Regions from separate parts of the Mus musculus genome. Here region 2 is linked to region 1. Evidence: chromatin contacts called from public HiChIP or PLAC-seq data. All regions are on one chromosome and are shown on one strand. Each heading gives the region's core, a stretch centred on a gene start, on an enhancer-like site or on the middle of the called end of the contact. The rest is flanking DNA. Distances are from core to core; before and after follow the strand shown.

Region 1 (5,939 bases), core at 1,375-3,874:
ATCCAAACCATCATGTGCCTCCACCTTCTTTTGGGGGACCTCATAAGGACCCCAAACCCACAGCCAAGACACTCGGTTGCAGCTAAGTTCTTATTGCACGCATGGCTTAACCTCACCAGGTGGCAGCTTTGTATTGCTTAGTGTTTTGCCTGCAAAATGAGTTGTCACTCAGTGTTTCTGACTTTTGATTTATCCTTCTTGGCCAGTGTAGGTAGTTGAAAGACTATGGGACTAATCTGTTTTCAGTTTATGTCTTAAAACACTTTAGGAAATTGTTAGAACCTGGGTGTCTTAAACCCTCCCAGGTGCAGAGAGGAGGGGTTTCTGAAGGGCTCAGGGTCACAAGCTCATGTCAGTATCTCTTTCCAATCCCCAGGGATGCTAGTAGCCGAGGCCTTTGAACACACTCCAGGAGTCCACATGGCCAGCTTGAGTGTGTACCTGAAGACCAACGTCTTCCTCTTCCTGTTTGCCCTCGGCTTTTACCTGCTTCTCCGACTGTTCGGTATTGACCTGCTGTGGTCCGTGCCCATCGCCAAAAAGTGGTGTGCCAACCCAGACTGGATCCACATTGACAGCACGCCTTTTGCTGGACTCGTGAGAAACCTCGGGGTCCTCTTTGGCTTGGGTTTCGCCATCAACTCAGAAATGTTCCTTCGGAGCTGCCAGGGAGAAAATGGCACCAAGCCGAGCTTCCGCTTGCTCTGTGCTCTGACCTCACTGACCACAATGCAACTTTATCGCTTCATCAAGATCCCGACTCACGCGGAACCTTTATTTTACCTGTTGTCTTTCTGTAAAAGTGCGTCCATCCCCCTGATGGTGGTGGCTCTAATTCCCTACTGTGTACATATGTTAATGAGACCCGGTGACAAGAAGACTAAATAGAGCTGCAGTGCCCTGTGGTCTGAGGATCACCTACTTTCTGTTTTCCTCAATAGAGCCACAGCACAGAGACTGGGAGCGTCTCTACAGAGGTCACACCATGATGACCAAAGGTCCTGCTCCACCCACAGACATGTTTAGTCTGCTTTCCAAGTGGCATTTAAAAAATAACAGTATTTAACCAGAAAGTCCATATTTTCTTGACAAAACTGACAATACGGTAACATATGAGAGATGGTATAACCCATGTAAAGACAGTTGACAGGGGCTGGATGCTTACATTCCAGTTAGCAGAAAGACTCCTTCTAATCATAGTATTTAGCAGTCAACAAAACCCCCAGGAGCTGATGTTTCTATCATCTTAAAGTCTGGCTACTTCAGGCTCCTGTGGACCACTTAGAAGTGACCACGGTCTACTTTTACTTTTAGGAGTCAATTCTTTCAAAATTCTCATGTATCAGATAAGGAAATAGAGGTTTGTTCAGATCAAGTAACTTGACTGTAATAGTGCAGGGTTGAAACCAGAGTTGGAACACAAGGCTTCTGATACATATATCTCTATAAGAATGCTTTCTTTCTTTCTTTTTAGGGAGTTAAAAAAAAAGAGCAAATGCATGTATTTAAAATCTATGTTTGCCATCTAAAACACCCATGTTTTCAGAAATGGCATTGGAATGCTACATTCTGCTTGACTTATGCTCAGAGTACAGTGTCTTTTCCAGGCTAGCAATGGCTGTATATATTTCAATAAACGCTGCTGAAAACAACCCACTGGATTACTGTTCACCAGAAAAGCCTCATCTCTTCACTGGGGCATCCCCATGTTTTACTTCTAAGAGTCAAGTCTGTCAAAAATGAGGATAATCAAATTCTTCTACCTCAGAAAAAAATGATTAAATACTAGTGCATCGGACTAATCTCTGTGCTTTACTTCAGAAAAGTGTTATTTATGGGCTATTAATATACACCAACTTCTCAGTGAGATTGGTTTTTTCCTTCCCTCATTGAAATTCTAGACTCATTTGATAACTGTGTCTTTCTGATCAAGTTCAAAGATCATGAGTCTGATTGGCCTGTGATCTACTGCAATGCCGTAGGTAACTTCTCAAGAATACTATTGATGAGTTAGCTGCTTTTAGGTGATGATCGATTAAATAGGTCATCAATGTGTATGAAAACACACCAGTTGAAGGAAAGGCTATTTGATAGTAGTCATGGAAAATAATATATCTAACAGCTAATTATTGGCAGCTTTCCAAGTGTAATTATAGAAAATGAACTATTGCTTTTCCAAGACACTTTAACTAAGGTTCTCTTTTTTAACAGGCAATGGATTCCCTAAGCAAAACAAAACAGGGTGAAAAAAAAAAAAGCTTTTACTTCAGAATAAATCTATCCCATGTTTGTTGGAGCACTGGAGCAAAAGAAATAGAACAGGATGATTCTTGTTCATTTCTTCAGTGCTCTTTGCCATTGTCCCCATAAGGCTTCCGTAGTTCTCAGCACATTGTGTTCTTTCTGCCCAGTCCCATCTGCAAATGTAAGAGGCCTGCTTCCCTCTGAGCCTTTTTTCAAAACTTCCTGTGGAGTCAATAATCTTGAATCCTCTATCCCAGTACATTCTGAGCCTGCTTTTGCCTGGGCTGGGACTGAGGGGGCTGTGCCATCAATAGCTAGGAGATTCTGTTGCTGTGCCCGGCTCTGCCACACACTCCCTGTAGCTTCCCGCCCATCGAGGAGCTTTCTTCAGCTACTCCACACAGCTGTCTGTTAGATGGCATGTGATCCTCAGAAGGGAAATGGGATGAGGCACGGCGTATTTTCAATAATTAATCTCCAACAACTCTACCCCTGTCTACCATGAAGCCTCAGAGTCCCTAGTGAGGAGATTTTTCTTTCTCTCTCGCTGATGTCTCCTGGAGGAATCCACATGGAGGCAATTTGCTTTTGTGATTGGAATTGCTTAGGCAGCAAGAGAAACAGTGTTGTATGGCCTTGGAGAAAAATGCCTGATTTAAATCATGATGGAGAAGACTTCGGCTTCCAATTTATTCACAAGAAATAAGCAAAATGAGCTCATTTGACTTACGGATATCAATCTAATCAAAGCGTCTACACATCTGCATATTCAAGAGAAAAAAAATGCCAGTATCATGAGCTGCCAGGATGATAAAATCTAGACAAGTGACTTGGGAAGCTGTTCCAATCAAACCCGCATTTGAAAAGAAACGCAGGGGAATTTATTACTGCTTTTTAAAACTAGCTACCAGGAAGACTGTTGAGTCCCTTCCTTTGGGCAGCCTATTAATTGAACTTCTCCCTTAGAAGGCTGAGTTGGTGCCATCTCTGTGGGTTTGGCCCTGTAACAGAGAGCTCAGAAATGCTATAGGACATTTTTGAAATCCAAGAGCATTGCTCAAAATACTACAGATCCAAATTTTTAACATAAAAAACATTTTAAACATTTTAATTCATTAAATATATTCAAACTACTTTCTCCAGCAATTTTTAATTAAACTCTTTGGAGTGATAAAGATATTTGTTCTGTATTGACCATTATGCTCTTAAAAGGCAGCAGCTAATACAACCAAAGAAGAGAATTATAAAATGTTACTTATTCTTTTTTTGTTTGGTTGGTTTTTGTTTTTTTTGAGACAGGGTTTCTCTGTATAGCCCTGACTGTCCTGGAACTCACTTTGTAGACCAGGCTGACCTTGAACTCAGAAGTCCTCCTGCCTCTGCCTCCTAAGTGCTGGGATTAAAGATGTGCGCCACCATTGCCCGGCAAATGTTACTTATTCTTAATTAACTTAAATAGGTGTCCAATGGCTGCAGAACTGGGTTTTACAAGTACAACCCTGCAGTGTTGTTGTTGTTGTTTTCTTGAAAACAAAGCAAAACAAAATTTATACTGTCTCCTATCTCAAACTGCTGTAGGTGAGGCCGAGAGCCTATAGCAGGTTATCACTGGGCTTTGCGGCATTTTCAATAGATATTTCCATCAGTGCAAATCCTGTCTCCTTGACTCCACCCTGGGAGCTCTGGCCATACCGGTCTCCTTGAACTCAGCTTTCCTGCTCCAAATTGAGGAGGCTGGGTTCATCCTTCCTACATCATGTCTTGGAAATCTAGTGGCAACAAAACTGTGTGTTTTACCCACAATTCATGGCTGTACTCAGGATAACTGGAAGACTTACTGACCATGTTTTCCCAATTTAGCATATACGTATGTCTGATAGCAGCACTTCTGTGGTCATTCAGAAACTAGTTACAAAAGCTCTCCACATATCCAGCTGCCTTGAAGACTTTGCCCTCACTGATGGCCTTTGTCTCTTTGTAAATCATAAATAGCTTTTTTAGATGAATACCTGAATCTAATGTTGCCTAGGAACTAGAGAGCCATCCTTAACGTTTCCCTTATCTTTAATGTATCAACTGATGATTCCCCCATAAAGGTCAGGTTATGCTACTCTGTTAATATTTTAATGTCCCCACCCTGTTTCCGTTAAAGGAACATGAATGGTAGAAAGATCTAGAAGCAAACCACAACTCATGAGAAAATTCTAAAAATAAATGCTTCATTTTGGGCTCTGCAAAAGACAAGTGCAGTTTATGTCGAATGTGAGGCTGGTTTGTAAAGAGTACTAATTACTGTCTTTGCTGTCCTAAATCACAGTAACGATTTAAAAGAAACCACGTCTCATTTCTTTATGCAGCAGAGAGGAGATCTCTCTAAAGTAGGGAGAAAACTCAACGAGGGAAGCTACAAAGGTTAGTGTGAAACCAATTAATCTTGTTCTGTTACAAGTTTTTAACTTAGTATTTTCTCTTTGTCCTGCAACATCTTGCCATGTGATCTCTGAAGAGAATCTGTCTTCAGTTCAAAGACTGTGTTGCTTCCTCAGAGAGGCAGCCAGGACAAGGCAGGGAGATGAATAAATGTGGCATCTGGAGTTCTGCTGGATTAGGGTCCTCAGGCTTAAGGTATTTTTCTCTTGCTGTGAAGAGATAGCATGACCAAGGCAACTTATAAAACATTTTCATTTTCGGGCCCATAGTTCCAGAGGCTGAGACTCTGTGGCCATTATGTGGGGGAAGGGGGCCAGGGGCGCAGGGGAGAGTATGGCAGCAGGCCAGACAGCAGCTGACAAGTTCCATCTGATCCCACAGTCATGAGGCAGAGGGGTGGGAGACAAAGCAGAGATGGAGAGACAGTGAGAGATGGGGGGGGGGAGAGGTGGGAAGAGAAAAAACACTAACTGAGAATGCCATTGGCTTTGGACACTTCAAAGCTGACCCTCATCATATACCATCAAGGCCACACCTAACCCTTCCCAAACAATCCCCCCAACTTTGGACCAAGCATTCAAAGTTAATCCTATGGGGGGCCATTCTCATTCAAACCACATTGATCTTATTCACTTCTTCCCCTAAGCTCTTCCAGATCCACCCTCACCTACCTTGACCTTCTGCCTGGCTTCCCTCAATAATGGACCATAACCTGCAAGCCACATAAATCCTCCTCCAGCCCCAAGCTGGTTTTGGTCAACGGTTTATCACGGTGACAGAAAACAAATTCCGACACTCATTGAGTGAATCCAATTTCTGCTCCTCCTCTACTCTTAATTGTGGGGCCATCCATTGGAGCCTGCTTAGTGGTTCACGGCCATAAAGGAAAAATGACTTTTCTTCACTTAAAAGCAATAAACTGTTCATAGTTCCTCAGTTGTGGGTGGAGTCCGTGAACCACACCTAATTCTCCCCCATGCTAGGATGTTGACTGGCTTGATCATGTACAGACAACCACACCAGCTTGACTTCTTGAATACAGTGGTCATGCCATGTCCAGGAAACAAACAGCTTTTGTCCCAATCCTCATCAACATCTGAACCTTAGAGTCTATCTACCTCTTCCTCCTCGATGGCCCCTGAGCTGTGGGGGACGGGCAGCTTGCTGTAGATGTCCCATTTGTATCTAAGCACTCTACAGCCACTTGTTCTCTGAACTTGAGTCAAGAAGCAGCAAGGTGATAGCAAATGAGGCCTGGTTATAAC
Region 2 (5,477 bases), core at 1,131-3,630, 170 kb after region 1:
CTGTCTGGTTCCTTTTCATGTTTCAAAGATCAGATTGTTCAATTTTTTTCTATCAAGTTGTTGGAAATCCCTTTATATTTCTTTTTGGCTATTAAGCCCTTATAAATGTATGGTTTGCAAATATTTTTCCCAGTCTATGAGTTATCTCTTAGCTCTTTTAACTGCTTCCTTTGATGCACAGAAAGTTGTTAGTCGGATGCAGTCCTGTCCATCAATTCTGGCTTTTGTGGTCTATGCTTTATGGAGCATCTCCAAAACTTACTGCTTGGTCCAATTTCAGAAAGCTTTTACTCTGTGTTTTATAGTGCCAGGTTCTACTTTCAAGTCTTTTATCTGTTCTGAGTTGACTTTTCTATTCAGGATGAGATAAAGTTCCAATTTCCTTCTCCTGCCTGTGAAAGGCTAGTCTTTCTAGCACTTTTCTATTAAAGAATCCATCCCCAACCCCTTGTGAGATTATTTGACTTTCTGGTGGGATCTTAGGTCATGACGCACTTTATTTGCCCAATAACCAGAGACATTTATTTAACTTCTGGTTCAGGACAAAACTGGGAGAGATGTGAGGTGTCTAAGTTCCCTCTCCACCCTTGTATGCACACACAAGGTCATGTATATAATCGTATTTTCTATAACACAGTACTCTTCAGAATAGACTAGAATTCAAAGTCATGACTTCCTAGAGAAAAGGCCCCCATGGACACGACAGTATCCTCTCTCTACTACCTTTAGAGAAATAGTCCTCAAAGTCCTCAGACCAATAGCTTCACTTGAAAACTTGTGGAAAATGCATATGCTAAGACTTACATCATGCTTACTGGCTCAGGAATTCTGTATGTAAAACCCAGAAGTCTGGATTTCAACAAGCTTTGTAAGGCGATTCTACTGCCCTTCCAAGTTTGAGATGAGATCAGCTGGCCTAAAGAAAACATTGCAGCATCCTTTTCTGGAGAATGGAAAACCATTCCAGTGAGCCTCAATTATAATTGCAAAGTCAAAACAAAGTCCCTGTCACTAGTGTCTTCCTGTTTGCACCCTAGCCTCCCACTCTGACTCTCCTTTTCTGCCCAAGAATGAACATATTTTGTCTCTTTTTTATAGGTCTACACAGACTGAAAAGCAATACCTCCTCGGTGAACTTGGACCTCTCTCTAGTGGTAGGGTGCATGGACCACGCTCTAACAAGTCTCTTCCCCAAGACTCGGTACATTGCTGGGAAAGATGCCAAGACATTCTGGATACCTCTGTCTCACATGCCAGCAGTTTTACAAGACTTTTTATTGCTGAAACAGAAAGTAGAGCTGGCAAATCCCAAAGCTGTGTGACTCAACTAACCACAAATGCCTGCCCCCAGCTTCGAGATTGGCTGATTTCAGAGACTTGGCACCTCAATCTCATTCTTTACCAGACCCAACTCGGACTCACTTAGACCAGGTTTCCGTTTTTAAAAGAAGATAGTCCATAGTCTCTTCTTAAGTCTTCTGTGAAAATAAGGACAGAGAAGGCCTATCTCATAAGCCAGTCTTGCCAGATACTGAAGCTTTACCTGATTGGTAAGATGAAAGAGAAATGGAAAGACTTCTCCATCCAAAATAGGTGTGCTGCTACCTGCCCCTGACTGGTTCAGTAATCCAGATTGCTAAGCATTGTCGCTTATTGAAATGTTAAGTGATAAGAAGTCTTTAATAAGTGGATCCAATGGCTCTGTTATCTGGCAGAGAAGAAGACTCAATACATTCTGATAAGCTTTGATAAGAACAAGAAAGAGATAAAAGGTGTTACCACGCAGAGCACTGGTATGAACTGAGAGGCGGTTAGAAACAGGGAAGAAATAGAAGGGCAGAAAAAGACAAGGAATGAAAGGTGGGGACACGCCAATACAAGCCTCATACTCCAGAGGGACACAGAGGACACACTACTGCTGTTACCGTGAAGTCACTGCATCTGGTCCTAGCCCTAGAGGTACCTCACCAGTACCTTCATCAGTCAGCTGCATCACAGCGGAAGCACACCAGTTCTGTTGGCTACAGCTGCTCCTCATTACAAGGCCAGGTTCTTGGCTCCATCTCATGGCTTCAGACTCTGTGGCTTGCTTACTGCCCTTTGACTTTCCCGATGTCCAAAGACTACCAAGATTTGCAGAATCCCAAGGGAATTCCTTTATTGATCTTCCAATCATGCTAATCCAATCGCTCAACCTTCTAATTCTGTCTCTGTTTTGCCTCATCCTGAGATGCTTTCTATTATTCTTATCCCTTTAAGTAGCTACAATTCGCTTACTCTTTCTTCCCATCAAAAACTAAGTGTCATGCAGTCTACCATTGAGCGCAAGCTTGCCAGCTGCAGCATCTGTGTTAGCAGTGTGCCAGCTGCACTTCTGTTAAGCTCTGAGTACTTCCTTCTTAGCTGTAGCTCCGCCATCAGCCTTCCCACAGAGAAGGCTCGCTCAGCAGAACAAGGTGGCTGCTCTTCACTTGTTGGTTCGGAGATACTGTGAAGGAGCCTGCTGCATATGTAAACTGTCCAGACGAAAGAGAATCTCTTCCATTTAAACTATCTTCAAGACCCTAAACCATCTGTGGGTAGCTCAGCCTAGTACATAATGAAGAAAATTCCCAAGAAGCTGCTAAGAAAAATGTTCAAGTTTTGCCTTTCTCTACAGTATTCATCCCAGTAGTTCTCGGGGGTATAAGACACCACAGGCTCATTTATGTAGAAATGGCCAAACATTCGCAAAATGAAAAACTCTGCTACCTACAGGTGATTTCTATCGATTTTACTCTAAGCGATGGCCTCCTGAATCCTTGCCAAAGGAGACAGTTCTGTTACACTTGCCCCTAACTCTGGTTTCTTTCACCCTTCTTTTTGTCATGGAGGCTCAAATCCAGAATCTCGGGCATGGGCCCATGCTACACCACTGAGCTACACCACACCCCAGTTCAGGATTTATTTTTAAAAAGAAAAATGTAGTAGTTTCCATCTTAGTTTAGGAAGCACTGTCCTAGCCAGAGCATTGCTGCAGTCTGTAGTTTAACAATTTCCAAGCTCTCTCCTTAGGGATACCAGCCTGAGAAAGATGCAGATCCGCAGCCCCACTTGGTGCCTGGATACAGGATGTAACCTGAAACGGATCAGGCAAGGACATCACAACCTTCTGTCATTTTCTACTCAGGGCAGTCAGCACCTGCCCTAAACTGACCCTTTTCACTTCTGTTGGAGAAAATAGAGACAGATAGGATTGCACTATGGATCTGTACCCTAAACTGTGGACAATAGTCACACATAGCAAAAGGTTTACTCTCAGCCTTCAGTCTGGTTTTTTTCTTCCATGGCAGCTACAACTTGAGTATATGCCAAATCGTGGCACCTGAGTTAGAAAGCAGACAATGCATATATATATATATATATATATATATATATATATATATATATATATGTATGTATGTATGTATATATATATATATATACATACATATACAATACACATACACACACATATATATAATATGTGTGTATACACATATATATTATATACATGTGTGTATATATACATATGTATATACATATATATGTATTTACATGTGTGTGCATATATACACACACATACATGTATGTATGTATGTATGTATGTATGTGTGTATGTATGTCACAGCTGGAAAAATAATATACCTGGTGAATTAGCAGATGCTTCCTGTGACATAGTCTTACAGTTGCTATGCCTTACATGAACAGCTTCATCTAACCCTCACTACATTTCGTCAGCCAATCAGCTGTGCGTTTTAGACTTGGGGAGATAAACTCAGCCACTCCGGTAAATTTCTGTATTTTAGAGTGCTCGTCATCTTGGGCTAAGTCTCACCCAGGCAGTCTCATTCCAAAGCCCATGCTCAGAATACTGCTGTATGATAAAGAATCCAAGGCTCTCGAAGTCTTCCTAACCCTCGATTCTGATTATACAAAAGCAAAAACCATTATTAACCCACTTGACATCAGTCTTGCCAACTCAATAATGATCATAAGTACAAGTGTTATATAATTTTAAGAAACATGTAGAGATACACTCATTTTTGTTTTTGTAAATTCTATTTCTTCTCACTTAGCAGATCTTTGAAGGTTTCTAACTACATTTCTGAATTTCCTTTCCCCTTTCCTCTCTTCTTTGTCATCTTCGATCATGTTTGCTTAATGTTACTTGCTTAGGGGATTTGTTTGTGAGTGCCCTTTGTTAACCTCAACAATGACCTTCACTCTCCTCTCCTCACCCAAAGCCAAGAGTTAAAATCTTCTAGCTTTTAAGATCAAACAAAAAGAAAGACACCAAAGATTGGGGTGCCACAAATACCAAGTCTCTTATTGCTGTTTTGTTTTGCTCTTTGTTTTGAATAAAAAATATTGGCAGTCTATCGTGGTCCCTGTAGCTAGGGCTAACCTAGGCACTGGAAGAATGGAAAGATACAAGATGAGTTCAGAGCCTCTATCACTACTACACTGCAGTCAAAGAAACTGCCAGGAAATTGCTGCTGCCAGGAAAAATCTGAATGATTTGATAGGAATAACCCAGCATCTGTCTCAGGGACATTTCATGGAACACATTCATGATATCACACTCTTCTGCCCTGACACTACTGAAGAAGGGGAGGTCACTGCCTTCTAATTGCTTTGCCAACTAGCTCCAGTTCTAGAACACTTTAGGGCTCCAGCTCCTGCTTCCATCATCAGAAGGATTCCCATTCAGTTTTTCAAACAGCCACGCTCTACCCGGAGTACAGTCCATGGATTTCCTATGAATTCATTATGGCCATTACACAGAAGATATTTACTGTTCTCTTTACAAAGAAAAAAACATGATATCCAAATTCTTGCATGTATAATAATCTGAGCTAAATTCCCCATCCTTGAACTCTAAGAGGGAAAAAAAAAAAAAGGAAGAAAGGGAAAAAGAAAAGCCACATATCACACAATGAATTTTAAATACATGGGCTTCCTGTGAATTCTTTCTAGCACACTGAGAGCCATTGTAGATTAGCAATTTGCAAACCCTGAGTACTGAAATTGTATAAGACAAGATTCTTAGCTAGAGGCTCCACTTTCTCCTTTCTCTGAAACCCTTTTTTTACTTTCCACATTTAATGTGTGTGTGTGTGTGTGTGTGTGTGTGTGTGTGTGTGTGTGTGTGTGTGTTCACACGTGCACACTCGCATGCATGAGATTCAGTTTTCTCCTTCCACCCTCTGATTCCAGGAGTTCTACTGTGAACTGGGGGCTTAGCAGGAATTGCAGTTAGCCACTGAGCTATCTGGCAAGTCCCGTGTCTTGGGACTCTAAGAGGATGGTAGAGAAAGGTAAGCAGGTGTTTCTCTCATTCCTGCTCTCCAACCCCTACTGCAAGAATCTGTGTGAGAAACTCAGCTTCTCGTCATAGGCATCAATACAAACTAGCATTTTCAGGGTTCATAGATTGCTTTCAGGACAAAAGAAGA

What was found. HiChIP or PLAC-seq counts read pairs in DNA pulled down with a chosen protein or histone mark.
Region 2: an H3K27ac HiChIP or PLAC-seq map of SST interneurons shows a contact between it and region 1, with 7 times the contacts expected there. The contact joins two enhancer-like sites. A contact is called at or near these places in 1 of 39 promoter capture datasets (hippocampal neurons), 1 of 115 datasets of contacts at active chromatin or transcription factors (SST interneurons) and 2 of 9 other capture datasets (adipose tissue and pancreatic islet).

What each region holds. Positions count from the first base shown.
Region 1 is chr2:69,226,192-69,232,130 of GRCm38.p6, forward strand. G6pc2 (glucose-6-phosphatase, catalytic, 2) reads left to right here. Exons shown (of 5, transcript NM_021331.4): 5 at 377-1,802. The coding sequence ends at 888. Among named protein-coding and RNA genes, the nearest start is that of G6pc2, 9.2 kb to the left of the region's middle. Within about 2 kb of position 2,625, at least 6 of the 459 cell types and tissues checked have an H3K27ac peak or open chromatin away from gene starts, as enhancers often do. A contact at or near this core is called in SST interneurons, where this site is marked.
Region 2 is chr2:69,400,136-69,405,612 of GRCm38.p6, forward strand. It overlaps Dhrs9 (dehydrogenase/reductase (SDR family) member 9), which reads left to right. Exons shown (of 5, transcript NM_175512.2): 5 at 1,099-2,951. The coding sequence ends at 1,322. The region is part of intron 1 of Gm36393 (a long non-coding RNA gene); the gene reads right to left. Among named protein-coding and RNA genes, the nearest start is that of Gm36393, 2.8 kb to the right of the region's middle. Within about 2 kb of position 2,381, at least 48 of the 459 cell types and tissues checked have an H3K27ac peak or open chromatin away from gene starts, as enhancers often do. A contact at or near this core is called in SST interneurons, where this site is marked.